Regions from separate parts of the Hordeum vulgare genome. Here region 2 is linked to region 1. The links are chromatin contacts, called in public Hi-C maps. All regions are on one chromosome and are shown on one strand. Each heading gives the region's core, a stretch centred on a gene start, on an enhancer-like site or on the middle of the called end of the contact. The rest is flanking DNA. Distances are from core to core; before and after follow the strand shown.

What was found. Hi-C and Micro-C count contacts between places; a contact is called where the count stands out from the background.
Region 2: a Hi-C map of seedling shows a contact between it and region 1, with 3 times the contacts expected there. The contact joins the promoter of LOC123403589 here to the promoter of LOC123406397 in region 1. A contact is called at or near these places in 2 of 6 Hi-C or Micro-C datasets (leaf and seedling).

The regions. Positions count from the first base shown.
Region 1 is chr6H:407,639,107-407,642,680 of MorexV3_pseudomolecules_assembly, forward strand. LOC123406397 (transcription initiation factor TFIID subunit 4b-like) reads right to left here and starts at 1,981. Exons shown (of 13, transcript XM_045099901.1): 1 at 1,672-1,981. The coding sequence starts at 1,726.
Region 2 is chr6H:408,497,204-408,500,777 of MorexV3_pseudomolecules_assembly, forward strand. It overlaps LOC123403589 (ethylene-responsive transcription factor ERF104-like), which reads left to right and starts at 1,773. Exons shown (of 1, transcript XM_045097514.1): 1 at 1,773-3,117. The coding sequence starts at 1,877. The coding sequence ends at 2,788.

The sequences.
Region 1 (3,574 bases), core at 731-3,230:
ATAATAATAAAGAGGCTATTGCTTCCGTCGGAAAACCCACCGCGACATTTTTACAAAAAAAAACCCTAAAACTTTTATTATTCAACCAGCGCTTCATCATTTATCTGCAACGCAAAAGGAAAAAACGATTCGCTGCAAAAATTATACCCGTACGCATCGCCTCCTCCCGTCGATCCTGGGCCACCCTGGCCTGTGCCCAGGCCGCCGCCACACCACTCGCCGCCGTAGCCGACCTCAACCGCCAACGCTGCCGATCTTAACCCACCCGCCTCCGCGGCCGTACCTCTCCCCGCTCACTGCCCCTGTTGCGGCGCTCGAGCGCATCGCGTCGACCCTGGTCCATCCTGGCCTGTGCCCAGGCCGCTGCCACACCACTCGCCGCCGCGGCCGACCTCAACCATCACTGTTGTCGATCTCAACCCACCCGCCTCCGCGGCCGTACCTCTGTCCGCTTGCTGCCCCCGTTTCGGCGCTCGAGCACAGCTTCTGGATCAAATCAACGCGACAGCTACAGTGACTGGGGATGATGCGTCTGCTCGATGCAGAACGGCGGCGGCGCGCGGATAAGGCGCAGCGGAGTGAAGTACTTGCTGGTGGAGGCGGGCCTCCATGGCTCACACGGGGAACTCCGAGGTTATGGCGCGGCAACAACGACTCCTTATGGCTAGATAGAGGCGCCTAACCCTTGCTCCCCTCATCGTATCCCCTCCTCCGGAAGGAACTCGTCATGTGGTGAGATCCCCTCCCCATGCCTCCAACCGTGTGCCAAGCACCGGCAAGAAATTTTGTTTTGTGGGGATTTGTTTGCTGATGAATGAATGTATTGAATGTAAGATTGTATTGTTGTAGAGACAGAGAATGGAACACCACCTTCAGTTTGTGATCTAATCCCACATTCTCTACCCCATGGGTGAAATAAGATAACAGTCCATTGATCAATTCACGTAGCCTCTTTGTTTTGCTTTGCTTGTCCCGCTCAATTTCTCATCATGGTGGAATTAACAATGGACGGATTGATTTCTCAACAAAATAGGATAGGACTGACTACATTAGTTAGTTAGCTTATTATTTTAATATAAATCAAAATGATTATAAAAAGATTAAAACCGTCTGGTATTTTTTTCACCCGTTGCAACGCACGGGCCCTTTTACTAGTAATATCCATTAGTCTATTTCGACAAAACAACATCGTGACTGTTACCGGAATTTTATTCCTTCATAAATATCGTAATAAAACATTTATTTCCAATTGTTTACCCTCCTCGACAACCCGCCAAACTTTCAGCAGTGGTTTTGACAGTTACCAATGCACTGCAGGATTGATTTCACAAGTTTGCGGAGGAGCGAGGTGCCCATAACCTAAGATATGGATTTCTTCCATGGCGCCAAATAAGCCGCTTAGCAACAAGACAGCTCGAGGGCCAGCCACGAATTCTTGCGTGCCTCCACGCCAAAAAAGGGGGAAAGGGCAAACTTGCATGCCAGCATGCAGCTGCGAATGAATTACTAGCCCAGCAGGTTCCCACTACACGGCAAACAAACCTTGCATGGAGACAGAAACTAAACTTAACAATCGAAAAGCAAATCCAGACAACCTAATTGTGCAAATAGACCAAAACCTGGTCCTCGGGAGCTAATTACACAGCACTGAGGGGGGGTGATGACTTATACCGCTGGATGAAGGGGCACCAGCGTCCCCCACAGCCTCCGGCGGCCGGGAGGACATGGACGGCAGCAAGCGGCGAGCCCGGAAACACGAGCCGTACGCGGCTCCGGCGTTCTAGGGTTTCGCGGGGCGGCGACGCTTAGTCCGCCGCAGAGGCACCGGGGAGCGCTGCCGCACGTAGGCCGCGGCGGAGCAATCGAGGGGATCTGACACGTTTCCTCGGCGGCGAAGTGGAGACGGCGGGGGCGGCAGCGCCGAAGTGTGTTGACGCCGGTCACGGTCTCGAGCCACGGGCCCACGCGCGTCGCGTGCGGCGCGGAAGGGTAGGTAGGGTGGCGACGGCGGCGCGGCCCAGATCTGGCCAAACGGGGCGTCTAACCAGGCCGGGCCGGCAGCCCGCGTGCGTGGCACGATACAGGCCCGGCCCGGCACGGACTAATCGTATTCGGGTCCGATATGAAGCATGGCTTGGGCCGTGTCTGGGCCTAGAGGTTGAGTACGCGAGCCGGCACGGCACGATCCGTTTACCGTTTTTATTTTTTATTTTTATTTTTTTATGTATAAAAAGTCTAATGGATCAAAATCAACCTAAAAAACAGCCCACTATGTCAAAATCGGCCCAAATAATAACCGAACAGGCGAAATCAGCCCAAATAACGGCCTAAATACTAAAATTCTAGCAGGCCAGCGGGCCTGACGTGCCGACGGGCTGGCCCGTATAGCCCCCGTGTCGTGCTTGGACCCGGACCCCGGGCACGTGGGCCGGCACGGCACGGCCTGTTTAATAAACGTGCCTCGGCGGGTCGTGCCGTGCCAGGCACGATTCTGACGGGCCGTGTCGGGCCGTGCCGGACCGGCCCGTTTGGCGCGGCCTGGTGGGCTTCAGTTTACAGGGACCATATCTGGCCAAACGGGCCGGCCTGGCACGGCCCGCCAGAATCGTGTCTGACACGATACGGTCCGCCGAGGCACGTTTATTAAACGGGTCGTGTCATGCCGGCCCACGTGTCCGGGGTCCAAGCCCAAGCACGACACGCGTCGTAAACGTGCCGGCCCACGACACGCTGGGGCACGCTGAGCACGCTAGTCGTCCCTTTTTTTAAACAGACCAAAAAACCCGAAAAAAATAAAAAATCTAAAAAATATCTACTTTGACATAGTACTACATGGGATAAATCTATAATTTTATTAGCGTCTGCCTCATTGAAACCTTCCATCTCATAGAAGTAAAAGAGTACAATCATTCTCTAGAAAAGTAGAAATACAAAAAGAAGAAAATATAGAGAAAGGGAAAAAATACAAATACTACATTACATGCCATGCTTTGGATTTCTAGAAATCCATCAACCTTTCCCTGCAGCCACAGCTATAGCCAACGTGTCGGTCGCGTTCGCTGCCTCTTTCACGTGTGTCGTTACGTGCAACTTATTACCGCATTGTTTGCACTTTGCAAAAAGCTGGCCGAGACCATCCTTACCTCTAATTATTTCTTCATCGTAGAAACTCCAAATTGCACCCTGACCCCGACCGCGCCTCACAACACCATCAAGCCAGTTTTTATTTGCATCGGCCATGTTTGTGTGTGTACAATGAGATGAAGTTAGAAATGAGAAACTTGGCATCCCTTTTTATAGCCAAAAATGACACGATAGGCATGATAGGCACGACAAGCACGATAGGCACGACACACACGATAGGCAATGTGGTATGTGGGATAAATCTTGAACTTTATTAGTGGCTGCCTCATTAAAACCTTCCATCCCTGGGAAGTAAAAGAATACAAAGCCACGCTCAGAATTACAAAAAGGAAATAAAATTACAAAAGAAATAGAAAAGGAGTACACTACACCACTAATCTACCGATAGGTCGGATGTCGAGTCTTCGTCAAAGCCCATGTCTTCAAACAT
Region 2 (3,574 bases), core at 523-3,022, 860 kb after region 1:
GCCGGGTGACCAAGTTTGTGAGGGTTTGGAAGTTTGCCCTGAAGACTTACCACGAGTGTTGGGCGAGGACTGTGTGTTATTAGCCCAAGGAGAACACGGTAGGGACTGTGTGTCCAGGGACTGTGTGTCCTTTGATTTCAATACCAAGCCGCTCCAAACCAGATGTACGATTGTCACACCAGTTGGAACTGGGTCATCAACTACTGTCTTCACTGAGAAACGGGTTGTAATCCTCAACTCCTTACTTTTCTCAAATTATGTGTTGATGACTTTCACTGCTACTGTTTGAAGAATTTGCTGGAGACTTTCTCTGAATTTCCTCAACCTCAAATTCTTCACACCAGTTAATCCTCATCTGTATTTTGCGTGCCTACTCACAGTGCAATCTGTTTTCACATTCCTCACTCTGAAAAACTGTTGTTGTGAAACTTTGCACTTCTGATCCTTTACTGTTTCCGCTGTAAGTTAGTCATCAATCAGAAATTCCCTCAAAAGGAATTTCCTCAGTGATGAAATTCTAAAAATCTCCTATTCACCCCCCTCTAGTCGATATAACGCACTTTCAAGGACCCACAACTGCATATGTCAAAGGACCCACATCTCCATATGTCAAATCCTCGGACTCGTCTCCTCGGTGATTTCACACACAATTGTGTTTTTGATGGCTCTCACTCTCCCCCATTTGAGTCCTTGTTGACTTCTTTGTACCTTGTTGGTGCTCTCTGCAGCACCCCCGTTCTCGGGCTCGGGGTTCCGCTCATCTCTCATGCGGAATCTACTAGCATAATTTCTACTTTTAGTTGTGTGAGAATGAGCAAAACCCTAGAAAAATAGTTCGTATTTTGAATGCCGAGAAGGGTGAACCCTTGGGGTAGCTAGTGGGAGAACATCAGGTGCTTCGGTAGCACGTCATCTCAGGTGCTTTCGATTATATATGACCACGGGCAGGGTCCTAAAAAGCCTACGACAATAAATTGAGATCGAGGCCTTGCCATCAAACCTACTTTGAAACCCAAGCCCGAGCCATCTGTTGAAAAGCCCGTCGGGTTTGGGGCCGTGGGCCGGGCCTCTTTCTTAAAATCCCAATATGTCAAGGCCAAGCCCGACCCGACCCTGCTGGTGGGCTCAAAACTTAGGCCCAAGCCCGACCCACGGGCAAGCCCATAGGGCCTAGGCCCTGGATTTTGGGGCGGGGCCTGGCCGGGCCGGAGATGCCGAGGTATACTCCCGATGCATTTGATCGTCATCCAACGGGCAACATGTTTGTGAGTTTTCTCCAAAACTCGTATTGATCAAATTTTGTCCATCCGATTCACGATCAGGTGCTCCGGTAGCACCTGATATTCTCCCGGGGTAGCTCCCCCCCCCCCCCCCCCCCCCCCCCCTCTCTCTAGGCATTTGGAAGTTACTACAACGTGTACACAGTTGCATCATCCGTCCTAAAACCACCACGTTCCGTTGCAATGCACTCTTTATTGGTTCGGCAACGGCTTTAGACATTGATTAGCCAAGCCGGCCGGACAGTTCCATTCCTATTTCTAGTTAGCCGATCACCGTTCGACGACATCACGCTACCGAAACACGTACTACGTCGGCTCAAAAAAAAGAAAAGAACACGTACTACACCTCGCGCGCGTCAAATCACCGAGTAGTTTCACACTTCCCGCCCCCTTTGGCACTTGTGTTTTTACTACAGCTCACTGATACACGGAGAAAAGAGAGAGAAAATTGTCCCTCCTTGCATCCCCCACGGCCGGCCCTATATAAGTAGCAGATTCCACCTTAGCTTTCTCCACGCAGCTGGACTTGCATTCGCACAGACACACACCTCCAAATCCAACACGAGCTCTGCTTAATTTGCTCTGATCGATCAGCCATGGACTTCGGCGCCGACATGGACGACTTGTCGCTCCAGTACATCCACGAGCAGCTGCGGCTGGAGCTGCTCGGCGCCGACCCCTGCGGCCTCCTGCCCCTCCCCGTGGCGGACGACTTCGCCGCGCAGCAGGACTTCATGCCCGCCGAGTTCCTGCCGCAGCCGCTGCCCGGCTTCGTCGACCTCACGGCGAGCGACTACGCGGACGCGGCAGCGTTCCGCGCGGCGGAGCCGGTGATGATACGGTTCGGCGGCGAGGCGTCCCCGGTGTCGGACCCCGCCCGGAGGCCGTCGCTGACCATCTCGCTGCCCCCGGCCTCGCACGCCTGGGCGGCGGAGGCCGCGGCCGTGGACGCGAACGACTTCCGGAAGTACCGCGGCGTGCGCCAGCGGCCGTGGGGCAAGTTCGCGGCGGAGATCCGTGACCCCAACAGGCGCGGCTCGCGCGTGTGGCTCGGCACCTACGACACCTCCATCGAGGCCGCGCGCGCCTACGACCGCGCCGCCTTCCGCATGCGCGGCGCCAAGGCCATTCTCAACTTCCCCAACGAGGTCGGCTCCCGCAGCGCCCCCGACTTCGTCGCCCCCCCGCCGCCGCCGCCGCCGTCGCAAACCGCGCGCGCGGCGCCGACGTCCCACAACAAGAGGAAGCGGCAAGAGCCATGCGTCGGGGACGCCACGAAACACTGCAAGGCCGATGCGTCCGCGTCGCCAGCGTCGTCGTCGCTCACCTCAACGCCCACCTCGACGGTGACGTCCTGCACCACCACCCCATCCTCGTCCGACACCGGCGGCAACTACGAGATGTTCCCGACTAGCTGGACGTGGGATCAGCTGCTGGCCGAAGGGATGTTCGGCGGCCTGTCCCCGCGCCAGCAGCTGGGTGGGTTCCCGGAGGTGACCGTGAACTGAGCGCCCGAAAGTGTAGAACCTGTGAAAAGAGTATGCTAAGCATGGCGATTAATTAGGTGTAAATTAAGCTGCCAATAATTAGTGGCTCCTAGTTCTCGACGGCCTACGCTTTGGACTCATCTTGGAGCTTGGCCTGGAGCTGTGCACTGTGTACAAGACGATAGGTAGAATATTTAGCGCATGCATGTCACGGGTGGTGGACGTAAGCATCGACGACATAGGTAGATGTTGATATGTACACACACACTGCATATATATGTATGTAAATTATTGAGTGAAGATCAAAGTGTGGGTGCTTGTTTATGTAAGTAAGTATATTTGGAAGGAAACTGGAATTAGATCGATCCATCGGTCGGTCGATGCCTATGCAGTTGCGTTAGCTTTTGGTGCCATGTATATAAATTCGATCAGGACTTCATGTGTAGCTAGATAGGGTGCACACAACAAGGATCAAGATCAGCCTATAAACCTAGCCATGGCGTCGTTTAATTACGCGCTCTAAATGCAGTATTTTCCATGCTTTTTAGAATATCTCATGAGAAGTTCAGTTCCACACTTCCACAGACTTCAGAGGTTTCATGTCGCCCTAGTCAAGCATCTACAACCGTACGCCTCAAACGATTCTTTATATATCCACAAATACGTCCGGTTAGTGACTGAACAGAAAAAAAGAAAAAAAACAATACACAACTGAACCCTTGATATCATTTGTATATGTTTAAACTGTCCGTAAATTTTCATATTCATCTTAAATACATGAAAGATACGAGGGCTCTCGGACACGCA